Regions from separate parts of the Sus scrofa genome. Here region 1 is linked to region 2. A link is a contact called in public targeted proximity ligation data. All regions are on one chromosome and are shown on one strand. The core of a region is the stretch at or near the end of the contact, and the rest is flanking DNA. Distances in the headings are between cores, read along the strand shown. Region 1 holds the start of IGSF8 (immunoglobulin superfamily member 8). Region 2 has its middle 13 kb from the start of NHLH1.

Region 1 (7,422 bases), core at 2,815-5,314, 290 kb after region 2:
GAATGGAAGACCAATGTTTACTGGGATATTTAACCATCCCTGTTAACATCTATAATAAATCAGAAGCTTCCCACTGATCTTTCTCGTTAAACATTCATAAGCATCCTAAATGGGAACTACCTGGATCCATACATGACTCTGGGCTTGCCTCCATAGCAAGAGCCTATTCCCATTGGGACATAGTGCTAATGAGCATAAATCCCCTCCTAACATTAGAAGAGCTGGCTGATTCTGCAGTCCAACAATGATCATTTGACTCCTTGGCTAAAGTAGCTGTCAGCAATCAATAGCCTTGATTGTGAACAAGGTGGCATTAGCAAATACCAGCTGTTGCACATGGGTAAATGCCTCCAGAGAAGTAGAAACTCAATTATACAAGATCAGGGAACAAGTGCATTTGCTGTTTGTTCAGTTGACTATCCTAGGGTCATGATTTAAAACCATCCTACAAACTGGATTTGTCATGTTAGCTTTCTTCTTCTTCTTCTTCTTCTTCTTTTTTTTTTTTTTTTTTTAATTTTAGGGCTGCACTCATATCACATGGAAGTTCCCAGGCTAGGGATCAAATCAGAGATGTAGCCACTGGCCTACACCACAGCCACAGCAACGTGGGATCCGAGCCACATCTGTGAACTAGACCACAGCTCACGGCAACACCAGCTCCTTAACCCACTGAGGGAGGCCAGGGATCAAACCTGCGTCCTTACATATGCTGTCAGATTCATTTCCACTGAGCCACAGCAGGAATTCCTGTCATGATACTTTTAATTCTGCTTTCCTAATTAAAAAATTTTGCACCCATTGCCTGTCCAGCCTCTGAAGAAATGGTGAAACAAACAGAATGTTGACTTGACATTTTGAAAGGATCTTAAGAGGGAAAAGGCCTGAGAGTTCCTTTTTTCTACTTCCCTTATTACTCAGATATGTCCTCTGATGGTTTTGTCAGGCACTATCCCTCTGATGTGGGATATGACATCCAGGAGAGGTTCACCAAGGGACAAAAGATAATTCTGCTGAAACTGGGTAATCTGACTCTTTTTTTTTTTTTTTTGTCTTTTTTTTGCCTTTTCTTGGGCCGCTCCCACGGCATATGGAGGTTCCCAGGGGATCCGAGCCACGTCTGCAACCTACAACACAGCTCACCTCGCCGGATCCTTAACACACTGAGCAAGGCCAGGGATCGAACCTGCAACCTCATGGTTTCTAGTCGGATTCGTTAACCGCTGAGCCAAGATGGGAACTCCCTGAAATTGGGTAACCTGATTCTTGATCAGTGACACTTTCAAGGAAAGGTTATGATTAAAAGAGGGAAATGTGAAAATGAACAAAAGGAAAACTATGTCAAAACGGAGTCAGGAACCCATGAAGGGAGGACTCTCATGCATATGTCACTCACCACAGCTTACAGATCCCAGCAGGAAGAAAGAAAAGTTCCTTCTGAGCAACAAGTTGCTCATCCCTTGAAGTCAACGAAAAAGAAAACTGCCACAGCCCTCCCCAGGTTCCTCCTAATCCAACAAAAGCTGACCTTCCCTTGGTCTTTTCTCTCTTGCCTATGGTTCACTACAGTCTGTTCCTCTCAAATTGCAATTTATCTGCTGTTCCTGAACAAACTCATTTTGGCTAGCTTAAGAGCTTGTTATTTTATTTTATTTATTTATTTTATTTTTTGTCTTTTTGCCATTTCTAGGGCCACTCCCGCGGCATATGGAGGTTCCCAGGCTAGGGGTCCAATCAGAGCTGCAGCCACGGGATTCACAGCAACGCGGGATCCGAGCCACATCTGCAACCTACACCACAGCTCACATCAACGCCAGATCCTTAACCCACTGAGCAGGGCCAGCGATCGAACCCACAATCTCATGGTTCCTAGTTGGATTCGTTAACCACTGAGCCACGATGGGAACTCCAAGAGCTTGTTATTTTATTTTTAAGATCAGCATGTCCCATAAGTGGCATCTATGATGATGATGAAGATGGGCAACATCTCTCATCTCTCAAGCATCACGAAGGCATTATGTCCACTCCACCCCTAAATAAAGGGAGAGTGACTTTCCTCCAAACGCTTCCCTACACTTTTCGGCTTTCACACAGCTCAATCTGGCCTGTGGATGAGCTTAAAAGAAATGAATCTGGAGAAATCAGGCTGCAGGTATGCCAAAATAGGGGGAAAAAGAGACCCTGGAGTCCTGTTCCTAGGCCATTCCTAGAAGTATTGAGAGGGGAGGGGGGACCTCTGATTCCCTCAAGGGTTGACAGCATTTTGATTCAGAATTTCTCTGGTCTCTCCAGGATTCTTTTTTTTTTTTTTTGTTTTTTTGCCTTTTCTAGGGCTGCATCAGCGGCATATGGAGGTTCCCAGGCTAGGGGTCTAACTGGAGCTGTAGCTGCCAAGCCCACGCCAGAGCCACAGCAACGCGGGATCGGAGCCACGTCTGCAACCTACACCACAGCTTATGGCAATGCCGGATCCTTAACCCACTGAGCAGGGCCAGGGATCGAACCCACAACCTCATGGTTCATAGTCGGATTTGTTAACCACCAAGCCATAATGGGAACTCCTCTCCAGGATTCTTGAATATGGCTTCAACTGAGCACCTCATCTCATCGGGCACTGTGCCAGGATCAGGGAAGAGAAAGTCAAGGAAGATCTGGTCTGCCTTGGGCCACTTCCTCTCTCGGGGCCTGTTTCCTCTTCTGTAAATCGGAGTGAGTGAAAGGGTTGGGGGATGAGTGGGGACAGATGGAAGTTTGAGGATGAAAGCTCTGGGGTTAGTCCCTGTGGATGGCCACTTGGACATCCTGGCTGTCCCTTTCCCCTTTCTGACCCCACCCTTCCAGATCCTCCCCACATCCCTTTTTTTTTTAGCTTTTTAGGGTTGCACCCACAGCATATGGAGGTTCCCAGGCTAGGGGTCCAATCCGAGCTACAGCTGCTGGCCTATACCACAGCCACAGCAACATCAGATCCAAGCCGCATCTTCGACCTACACCACAGCTCATGGCAATGCCAGATCCTCAACCCACTGAGAGAGGCCAGGGATCGAACCCACAGCCTCATGGCTCCTAGTCGGATTCGTTTCCACTGCACCACAACAGGAACTCCCCCACTTTTTTATAGTTGAGGAAGAGACAGAGTTCCCAGGAAAGAAGTCTTTTCCAACCTCCCACCTCTGGGGCAGGCCCCACTCCTCCCAGTGCAGAGTGCTGTCCATTTCTCTTCACTGGACCTAGGGGCTCCTTCGCTTAAACCCCAAGCTCACCCTCTCTTTCGGTCTGAACTAAACCTCACAGCAACAGTTTAAATAATTCAACCCCCCCCATCTCCTATTTAGTGTTATCCTGTGCCAAGCACCTTGGTACATTATCTCAATTAACGTCACAAAAATCCTTTGGGGTGGACGTCATCCACTTCAATTTGCCAACATGAAAACAGGCTGGAGGAGGTTGAGCAACTTGACTAGGATCGCCAACCAGGAAGTGACGGAACCCAGCCGGCCAACCCTTCTAACTCACTTCCTCTGGTTCTGCCCCGAGGGGGTGGCAAACAGGTCTCCAGTGACCTTGCGAAGCCATGGAGCGTCCTTGAGCCCAGATCCTCCTAGTTCCATAACTCCAAGGTCCCGCCCTTCCCCATTTCGGCAGGGTTGGCCGCGAGGCGTAGAGGCTCCGGGAAAAGAGCTTGATTCTAAGTGTGCAGCCGCAGTCACCTCATTGACCCCAGGGGCCCCTGCACCCAAATCCTCAGGGAAAAGCCGAAAAGTGCAGGGTACGAGTACAACCTGCCAAGCTGACGTGGATGTGGCTAAACCCAGGTGCAGCCGGCTTCCGTGGGCTGGGGTCGGGGCGGAGCCAGGACCCAGGGGGGCGGGCCTGGATCGGGGTCAGGGAGGAGCTGGATAGCGGGGCGGAGCCTGAACGGGGGCGGGCGGAGTCCGGGCGGAGGTCCAGGACTAGGGTCCAGACACACCCAGGGATCTGAGCGGGGCCAGGGTCTGGAGGGGTCGGGGCGGGATTGGGGACCCGGGCGGGGCTAGGCGGGGGCGGGAGCCGAGGTCGGGGCGGAGCCTGGGTAAGGCCGGGCGGGAATGGTCTTTCCAGTTGCAGAGGCTGGAGGCACAGCAGTAGGAGGAGGAAGGGCAGGGGGAGGAGGGAAAAAGGAGGGGCCTAGGCTGCTCCCGCTCCGCTCCGCTCAGCTCCGCGCACCCACGCCTCGCTGCTCCGCTTGGTGCCCCTCACCCGGGCATGCGCCCCCTGAGCCCCCGGCCACCCAGAACCCGAGCCGCCCCCCAGAGCCTCCCCAGAGCTCGTTGCGCAGGATGGGCGCCCTCGGTCCCAAGCCGCCGCCGCCGCCGCTGCTGCTGCTAATGCTGGGTAAGCCCGGCTCCCAGCCCCGCCCGGCAGGTGCCTGCTACCTGGTGTCCAATCCTGCCCGACTCCCCAGCACTTCGGAGCCCCTCGCACCCGCCTCTCCATCAGCCTCGCCGGGCCTGGCGCTTAGCTGCCCTGTGAGGCCGCCGGCCGAGCCAGTCTTGGGGCGGGCGGCGAGTGGGGTGGCAGGCGGGGATTGAAGGCTCCCCCAGTTCTAGGCCCTGGGCTGGGGCACAGTGAGAACCCAAAGAGGTGCCACCCCCAGGGACCTCCTGGCCTCAGAGGAGCAGGTCCCACTTCTTAGCTGGCATGCTCAGGTCTTGGGGTCGCTGCGCCCAAATGCTGCGACTCCACCGCCTCACACTCAGCTCCAGGCCCAGCCTGAAGCTCGCCTGCGTAGGCAGTGCCTGCCCATCTCCGTAATTGCCTGAGTTGGCTGGAGGCCCAGGGGCGGGTTCTGCCCACGCTCTTTGAAGGAAGTCTCCCCTAATTGCATCCCCCACCTCAACTTCATCAAAAGTTGAGGGCAGTTCCATCTCTATCCTGGACCAGGTCTCCCTTTGCCCCTCTTTTCCTCTCCTAGATGTCCCTTGGGTCTGTAGCCTCCCACTGGTTGTCACACCCTCTTAGTCCCAGCTTCTCTGCCTCTGGAGAAAACAGGCTCTGTGGAGACTGATGCTGAGATCTCCAAGCGCCCTTGTGGCTGTTGTGCGTGTTCTCGGTGGGGTGTCCTGGGCCATTGCTGCACAGATGCATGCAGGCAGTGCCGGTGGAAATGTTTTGGGCCTGAACTGGAGGAGGCTCCCTGTAGGGGCAGTCTGGGGAGGAGTACCGTGAGACTGCTTGTACAGATGTTCAGGAAACTGAGACCCTTGAAATAAGAGCACGGGGTTGGGGGGGTGGCTTTGGTGCCAGGATTCGGAGCTGCCATAGTTACCGCAGAGGCTGACGTAGCCCCAGCCACTTGTTTCTAGATCAGAGCTCTATCACAGTGCCGAGCAGCCTCCCTGTACGACATAGGTCCCTGGGTCCTATGGGACTAGAATGAGTCGTCTCCTTGGGGGAGGCAGGAGGAGGTACAGAGGAAGGAGCTGCACAGCCTGGTTGCCTAGCACTCAGCCCGTTTTCCCCAGTGGGCAGCGTGGAGCAGAGAGGAGCCCAGGGGAAGTGTGATGCGGAGACAGAAGAGCCTGCTGAATACCCACTGCACACAGGGGCGCTTACTTTCATTTTGAAGATGAGGAAAATGAAGTAACTTTCCCCAGACAACCCATGTGATGAATGTTGAGGCTCAGATTTGACCCCCATCCATCTGACTCCAAAGCAAGACCCTGTTCTTCTTTCCCTCTTCTGCTGACACAGAGGGGCCCCAGCTGGGGAGAGAGCTGCCTGGCAGCTGGTGTCCTAAGGCTGTGGGGGTGACTTTCCCATGGGGATCTCCAAGCATCAGCAGTCGTGGAGCCAGGGAGATGGGAGGGGCCCTCCTGAGCGGTGTCTGCCCCAGGCCAGGGAAGGTGTCAGCTGGCTGTGTCCGCCATCACTCTGGTTATGAAACACCCTCAGGCAGAGCCTTCCTGAGTCACACAGGCTCACTCACCCTCTGAATGGAAGCTCAGAGCTCTCCTCCAGTGTAGAAACTGAGGCTTGGGATTGGGAGGGGCTGGTCCAAACCAGATCGCTGGGGCTGGGGCTGGGGCTGGAATCCGACCTCCAGATTTGCAGCCTGAGCTCTAACCAAGCAAACACAAGTTTCCTGTACAGATGTTCAGACCCCAAGTTCTCCCCGTGACGTGACTCAGCCGCAGGAAGAAAGGGGTGGTTAAGAGCGGGCTCAGGTGGGAAAGTTAAGGGGGATGTTTCTGGGGCAGCTGGAGGGCCCGAATTTGACTAGCCTTGCTGTTTTCCGCCAGCCCCTGTGGGTAAGCCCCTGGGAGTGCCACTCTAGTTGGTGAGGTCAGTGTCCTCAGTTCCCTCCCCTACCCATCCCCGGAGTTCCCCATCACCTCCCTGGCTTGTCCCTCTGCAGGGGCATGTGGAAGCCAGCCAAGGATAGTAGGAACTTGGCCAAGACTGTATACTTCTCATGCCTTACCTTTCTCATGCAGAAGATGAAGGCAGAGGGCTGACCCAGCCCCCCTCACATTCTGGGCTTCTGTGATCTGGGGCTGTGAGAGGAAGGAAGGAGAGAAGGAAGAAGCTGAGCCCTCCAAGGCCACCAGGAGTATCTGAGGGGGCAGGGTAGGGCCTGGGGGTGGGGCAAAGAAGAGAATTTTGGCCTCTGAGGAGAGAAAGACTGAAAGAGGCAGCTAGGGGTTTCGGAGCTTCCCTACCCAAAGGGAGCAGTATGTAAATGAATGAACACCACATGCAAATGGAGGCTTTTGTTTAGGGAGCTGTGGGGGGGGGGGGTTGTGTGTCAGCTGGGCCTGTGGGGAGGATTGGCAGGCACTGGTGGAGGAGGGGATCTTCTGCCCCTGGAGGCCAGGGCAGAGACTGGTTCTTGCCCCTTGAGCCTCAGCTGCCTCGCCAGCCCTGTGGGGAGGAGAAGCAGTGAGCTCATGGCCCAGCTGGAGGGGGGAGGGATTGTGTGGTGAGAACTGACTGGGTCTGTGCCCTGTCCTGCTGGGCTGCTGGCTCCATTGTCTGGAGTCCCTTGGCCCAGGTGACACAGCTGAGCCAACTAGCCCTTCTGAGCAAGGTTTTGCCAGCTCCCTTCAAACAAAGGAGCGGGACATGTGGTCTTAGGATCCTTTAGCTAGAAGGTGGCACTGGCTGGGCCTCGCAGACATGCGAGTGGGAAACAAGAGGAGGGACTCAAGGTATAGCTGGAACCAAGGAAGGTTAAATCAGGAAGCAGATACACTCCTTTCCACCCCTATCTGCTTCTGGCCTCCCAGGAATGGGATGTTTCTGGGTTTTGAGGCAAATCTGGCTCTGTACCACCACCTGAAGACCCACGTGTCTTACCTCCCAGCATCCTTTCCCCATTCTCAGAACAGGGCCCAAGCTGTAGGTTTCTTTTCCTGTTGCAAGCAGAGGCCAAAAATGACA
Region 2 (6,612 bases), core at 3,115-5,614:
ACAGAATATATATATATTCTTTTTCTCACATTATCTTCCATCATGTTCCACATAAGTGACTAGATATAGTTCCCTGTGCTATACAACTGGATCTCATTGCTTATCCACTCCAAATGCAATAGTTTGCATCTATTAACCCGAAACTCCCAGTCCATCCCACTACCTCCCCCTCTCCCTTGGCAACCACAAGTCTGTTCTCCATGACCATGAGTTTGTTTTTTTTCCAAAGATATGTTCATTTGTGCCATATATTAGATTCCAGATATGAGATATCAAATTGTATTTGTCTTTCTCTTTCTGACTTACCTCACTTAGTATGAGAGTCTCTAGTTCCATCCATGTTGCTGCAAATGGCATTATTTTGTTCTTTTTTATGTTTTAGTAGTATTCCATTGTGTATATATACCATATCTTCTTAATCCATTCATCTGTCAATAGACATTTAGGTTGTGTCCATGTCTTGGTTATTGCGAACAGTGCCAGTATGAACACAGTGGTGTATGTACGTTTTTCAGTGAAAGTTTTGTCCAGATATATGCCCAGGGGTGGGATTGCTGGGTCATATGGTAGTTCTATATTTAGTTTTCTTAGATACCTCCATACTGTTTTTCACAGTAGTTGTGCAACTTCTCCAGCTGTTCTGCAAGTCTCTCCTGTCCACCAGCAGCATATGGAAGTTCCCAGGCTAGGGGTCTAATTGGAGCTGCAGCTGCTGGCCTACGCCACAGCCACAGCAACATGGAATCAGAGATGAATCTGTGACCTACACCCCAGCTTGCCATAATGCAAGATCCTTAACCCACTAAGACAGGCAAGGGACTGTATCCGAGTCCTCATGGATATGAGTCAGGTATTGGGAACTCCAGCCCTTTGTATTTTAATGCCCTAACAAAATCAAACTGTTCAGAGTGTGCTCCTGCTCAAAACTGCTCTTCATGCCTCCATACCTTTGTATCTACAGCGCCTTCTACCCGGAATATCACTGTCTCAGGTAGGGTTCCCTGGGAAAGAGATTCTTACACGCTGAGGTGTATGCAGGAGGGAGCTTTCAGGAGAGCAATACCTGCTAGGTGTGAAGGAGGTTGGATTAACCAGAGGTCGAAGCTGAAGTGCAATGCGATTGCAGCAGAGGCCCCCAGCAATCTGGTGAGGGATCTCCAGCTGGCACCAGCCCTTCAAGGTTGCCCCTGGAATGGGGCTGTGTAACCCCATACCAACCAGTCCTTGCATGTATACTGCCTAGGGAGGGAGTGCAACTTTAAGCAAGGCAGCTTTCCTCCTTCAAAGGCAATTCCTGCGGAAAGACTCGGCTGTGAGTCAACACTCCTGCACCTGGGGAAGTGAATGCTCTGTCCAGTGAAGGAGGAAATTTGCAAAGGGGGTTTCTGGCAGCACATTGCCGAATTCACTGCAAACACCTTTACAGATCTGGCAAACCCCTATCAGCCATTGAAGCCCAGCTCAGGTGTTACCCGCTTCCTTCCTCACCAACACTGCCTCTGAGTTATTCCTGACTTCTATTCCTTTCATTTTCTTAATTTTTTAAATTAAAGTATAGTTGATTTACAGTGTTGTGTCAATTTCTGCTGTACAGCAGGGTGACCCAGCCATACGTATATAAACATTCTTTTTCTCATATTATCTTCTATCATGTTCTACCACAAGAGATTGGATATAGTTCCCCGTGCTATGCAGTAGGACCTCGCTGCTTATCCATTCTGAATGTAACTGACTTTGTGGTGACTCAGCAGTAACAACACCAACCAGTATCCATGAGGATGCAGGTTCGATCCCAGGGCCCACTCAGTAGGTTAAGGATTTGCATTGCCTTGAGCTGCCATGTATGTCACAGATGCAGCTCTGATCTGGCATTGCTGTGCTGTGGTGTAGGCCAGCAGCTGCAGTTCTGATTTGACCCCTAGCCTGGGAACTTCCATATGCAGCAGGTACAGCCCTAAAAAGTCATAAATAAATAAATAAATAAATAAACAAACAAACAAACAAACAAACATATTTCTTGAACATATATATATATATTTTTTTCTTTTCTCTTCAGAGCTGCACTCAAGGTGTATGGAGCTTCTCAGGCGAGGGGTTGAATTGGAGCTGTAGCTGCTGGCCTACACCACAGCCACAGCAATGCAGGATCCAAGCCACATCTGCGACCTACACCATAGCTCATAGCAATGCCAGATCCTTCACCCACTGAGCAAAGCCAGGAATCGAACTTGCATCCTCAGAACATACTTTTCATGGTCAGTAGTTGATGTGTTTCCGTGTCTGTTTCCCCAGTAGATAGTGAGGAGAGCCTGGGCCGTATTTCAGAACCTAGAACAGTGTCTGGCACCCACTGGGTAGTTAATAAATGTATGGTGCATTGAATAAATAAATGAGATTGACTAGTGAAGGAAACAGCTAGCAGGTTATGAAAAGAGAAGCCTGGAGTTTAAATGCTAGTAAGAGTGGCAAAGAGGCTCTGATCTCAGGGTCCTCCCTCTCTTCTCACTTCACTTGGGAACCAGGCTAGAGGCCCTGCTTGGGAGGCCTAGCAGTCCCAGGTTAGAGCCAAACAAGGCTCTAAGTTTAGAATGATCAAAGTAGGGCAGGAGCCAGCAAAAGACTGTCACTTGTAAATAGCCAGGTGGCTGATGGAACTGGAAGGCAGAGTAAAACCTAGAGGGAAGCAGAGAAGTTAAACGGTTTCAGGCCTCTGTGCCATACCTGACAGTTGCCACTCAGATTCCAATGTGAAAAAGGAAACAAACAAGCACACCAGTGTATGCAGCCACAGCAGCCACAGCAGCAGACAAACATCCCCAGAGACAGAAAACACACACTCACAACAAATGAAATGGACACAGAGGGGGAAAAAAAAAAATCCCAATCTGAACATTAGAGACCATTAACATGTAATTGAAACACCTATGAATTCTGATCTTTATTCCTACAGGGCAATTAACCCTCCTTCACCTTCCAAAAACCTCTGACAATAATAGAAGTTCAGAGTTCCCACTGTGGCTCAGCAGGCTAAGAACCTGACTAGTATCCATGAGGACACAGGTTTGATCCCTGGCCTCACTCAGTGGGTTAAGGATCCAGTCGTCGTGAGCTGTGTTGTAGGTTGCAGACGCAGCTCGGATCAAGCATTGCTGTGGCTGTGGTGTGGGCCACAGCTGCAGCTCCGGTTGTACCCCCAGCCTGGGAACCTCTGTCCGCCACAGGTGCGGCCCTAAAAAGACCAGAAAAAGAAAAGGAAGGAAGGAAAATAAGTTCCGATTGTGGGTCCCACCACTTCTCCTTCACCCTTTGTCACCAGTCTAGTATAGCTTTTCCCTCTCCCTCTCTCTCTCTTTTAATTTTATTGTGGTAGAGTTGATTTACAACCTAGTATGTTCTCTTTCACCCCCGCTTAGCACCTCCCCACAGAGAGGAGGAAGCGTGAGAACGTATCTGCTCGCAGCCAGCAGAGGGCAGTGCTCAACAAGCAATAATCAGACCTGACTTAAACTTGCTACAGGGAGGGAACAGAGGAAGAGGAGGAGCCAGAAAAGTCCTTAGACCCACACAACGTTCTGATCCTATTTCCCGACCCAGGTTTCCCTCCTTTTCTGCTTCTTGGGCACCCAGACTCCTCTCCTCCTCAGCGCGATGTGTCCATCCTCAGTTGAGCAGATTTCAGAGTTTGGCCCTAACTTCCCACAGAAGTCTGGGCCAAGAGATCTCCCCCTCTGGCTTCCCCACAGCCCCTTGTCCCCTCCCACTGTATCTTGTTTTCCTGAATTTGGGGTTGGACTCCTGACTGATGCCCAGGATCCCCCACAAGGGGCTTGATTCCAAGGCCACCTCTCAGAGGATGTATGTATGCATCCTCACTGGTACCAGCACAACTCTCCTCTGCTGGAGCAAGGTCTCACAATCAGGCCCCTTCACTGCCCTGGCCTGGCACATTGTACGGCCCATAGACGGTGCAATAGTACAGGTTAGCCCTTTGCCATACTGCTCCTAGGGTATCATCCGTGAGCACTTACCATGCCAAGCGCTGCCAGGATGATCTCATTTAATCTTCCTAACACCCCTGTAAGGCAGGTCTTGTTATCTCCCCCATTTTGCAGATGAGGAAGTGGAGACCCAGGGAGGCATATGTTTTGCTCGCTATGGCACAAAGGATAAATGTTGAGTATGGAGCTGGGATGCAGGTCATCAGGGCATTGCTGCTTCTGCTGCGTCCACCACTGCCCCCCTTCTCCCCAACTCCAACTCTGCTCTCTTCCTTCTTTTCTCTGGCCAGCCAGCAGTCAGGGACTGTGACCTTCCTGTTAGCTTCTTTCTTCTGTCCCTAATCCTCGCCCAGTCAGATTTCAAGAGCTTCGGAATGGACACAAGAAAACAAGAAAGAGTCAGAAAGATGAAGGAGGGGGGGCTAAGGGGCCTTCCAGAAAGAGGAAGAAGCGAAGCAAAGGCGAGGCAGGCACTACGCTGGGGATGGAGGAGGAAGGAAGGAAGGTGGGTGAAATGAGTGAGAGGAGCCTCATGCCCAGACTGGGAAGGGGCACCAGCAGGGCCTCCATTGTGTGGGCACAAAGGGGCCATATGCCTGGCAGCCTGCCGTGTGTGCGTGTGTGTGTGTGTGTGTGTGTGTGTGTGTGTGTGTGTGTGTGTGTAAGGGAGGAGGGGGAGGAGTGGCTAAAAGTCCCCCCCTCTACTTGCTCAACCGCCTGGGGCCCTGCTGTCTGCTCTGTCACTGGGGGTGGGGTTTGCTGAGAAAAGGGGCAGAGGGGAGCAATTATGACAGACCACACTGGAGGGTCAAGGCATGTTATAAGCAGGGATGGAAGAGGGCAGGGAAAGCTCGATGGGGCATGATGGGAAGGCACTGGAGGAGGATGGGAGGGGTGAGGTGCCAGAGCCCCACCCCCCAGGTGCTCCCAAACTGCCCCTCCCCCACCCAACTGCCCACCTGCAGGGTTTCAGAGGTTGGGGAATGAGGGCCCCCAGATGCATCCTCTTCTAACCTTCCATTCCTCCCTCCTCCCTGAGTGTTAGCCCTGAGCGCTCCCTTTTGCCTCATCCGGGACTTCGGGCTCCCTGACAGTCTCCTCTCCCAGGGCCTGGTCCCCTGCTCCCTTCCCCCTCCTACTCTGTTTCTCCTTCTTCTCCTGTCCTGTGGAGCAGAGCGGCAGCCGAGGCCAATTGATTATCTGAAGAAATTCGGAGCTAGCAGTAGAACAGCTGCAGCTGCCCCCTCTCACCACCCCCAGGCCCTAAGGGATCCCTGAAGGGAGGGGGCCAGTAACCCCTTCTGCTTTCCAGCCGGCAAAGGGCTGAGAGGCAGGCATGGGGCTCAGAGGACTGAAGCTGCTGTGCAGGGAAGACACAAAGCGCTCAGGGTCAGGAATGGCAGACACGGGTTCTAACCTCTGTCCGCCACTGTGGGTGAGTCCCATCACCGTTGTGGACAGCATTTTACCTGCCTTTAGAACAAAGCTGTTGGGGAGTTCCCTGGTGGCCTAGTGGGTTAAGGATCACTGCTGTGGCATGGGTTTGATACCTAGCCTGGAAACTTCGGCACACCACAGGTGTTCTGTGCTCCTTTCCAGTCCTAGCCCCACGGTAGTCCTCAGATTCTCCCTGGTCTCTGTTCAGTCCTCCCTCTTGCCTGGCTCTCAGCAAAGTACATTTCATCTAAATCATATGGGGAAGGGATGGTGGTCCCGTCATACCTCACTGGTAACCGACTAGCATCCATGAGGACACAGGTTCCATACCTGGCATCGTCCAATGGATTAAGGATCCGACATTGCTGTGAGCTGTGATGTAGGTTGCAGATGCGGCTCAGATCTGGCGTTGCTGTAGCTGTGGTGTAGGCCAGCAGCTGCAGCTCTGATTCAACCCGTAGCCTGGGAACTTCCATATGTCCCAGTATGGCCCTAAAATAAAGAAATAAATAGAAATCAAAATAAATAATGAATAAATCATGTGGGGAAGGGAAGCTGTCAACCTCTTCCAGTATGGGAGTTCCTCCCCAAGTCTAACACAAACCCCTCTTGCTGCTAATGTCATTCGTGGCCCATCAGAGATGAAAACAGCACCCTTGAGAGACTGAAGGACATCTCAGCATTTTCCTCCCAGCATGGGTCTTCAGCCTTCTCAGATGACCTTAAGTTTGGAAAGGATCTTCGAGTTTACGTAGCCAGTGTTTCATCTAGGCAGGAATGGCTCCCTGGTAATTCTGCCTATGGTGACCTCTCCAGCCGGTCTACTTGGACTCCCTCTCCTTGAGGCAGGTGCTTCCACTGGTGGACAGCTCCAGATGTTGCAAAGGTTTTTGGAGTTAAAATCTGTTTCTCATCACTTCCACCCTGTTCTGCTTCCTGGGGCCACGCAGAATGTCAGTTTTTCTCTTTTCTTTCAATAGTTGAAAATGGGTATCATACGTCCCTAAGTCTACTCTTTTTTTTTTTTTTTTTTTTTTTTTTTTTGTCTTTTTAGGGCTGCGCCTGCGGCATATGGAAGTTCCTAGGCTAGGAGTCTAATGGGAACTGTAGCTGCCAGCCTACGCCAGAGCCACAGCAATGCCAGATCCAAGCGGCGTCTGCAACCCACACCACAGCT

Evidence for each region.
Region 1: a targeted proximity ligation map of skeletal muscle shows a contact between it and region 2, with 3 times the contacts expected there. A contact is called at or near these places in 2 of 5 promoter capture datasets (fetal liver and liver), 12 of 47 Hi-C or Micro-C datasets (alveolar macrophages, embryonic fibroblasts, heart right ventricle and 7 more) and 2 of 2 datasets of targeted methods (alveolar macrophages and skeletal muscle).

The regions. Positions count from the first base shown.
Region 1 is chr4:90,389,550-90,396,971 of Sscrofa11.1, forward strand. It overlaps IGSF8 (immunoglobulin superfamily member 8), which reads left to right and starts at 4,065. Exons shown (of 7, transcript XM_003481424.4): 1 at 4,065-4,374. The coding sequence starts at 4,089.
Region 2 is chr4:90,099,292-90,105,903 of Sscrofa11.1, forward strand. No RefSeq gene overlaps it. Among named protein-coding and RNA genes, the nearest start is that of NHLH1, 13 kb to the right of the region's middle.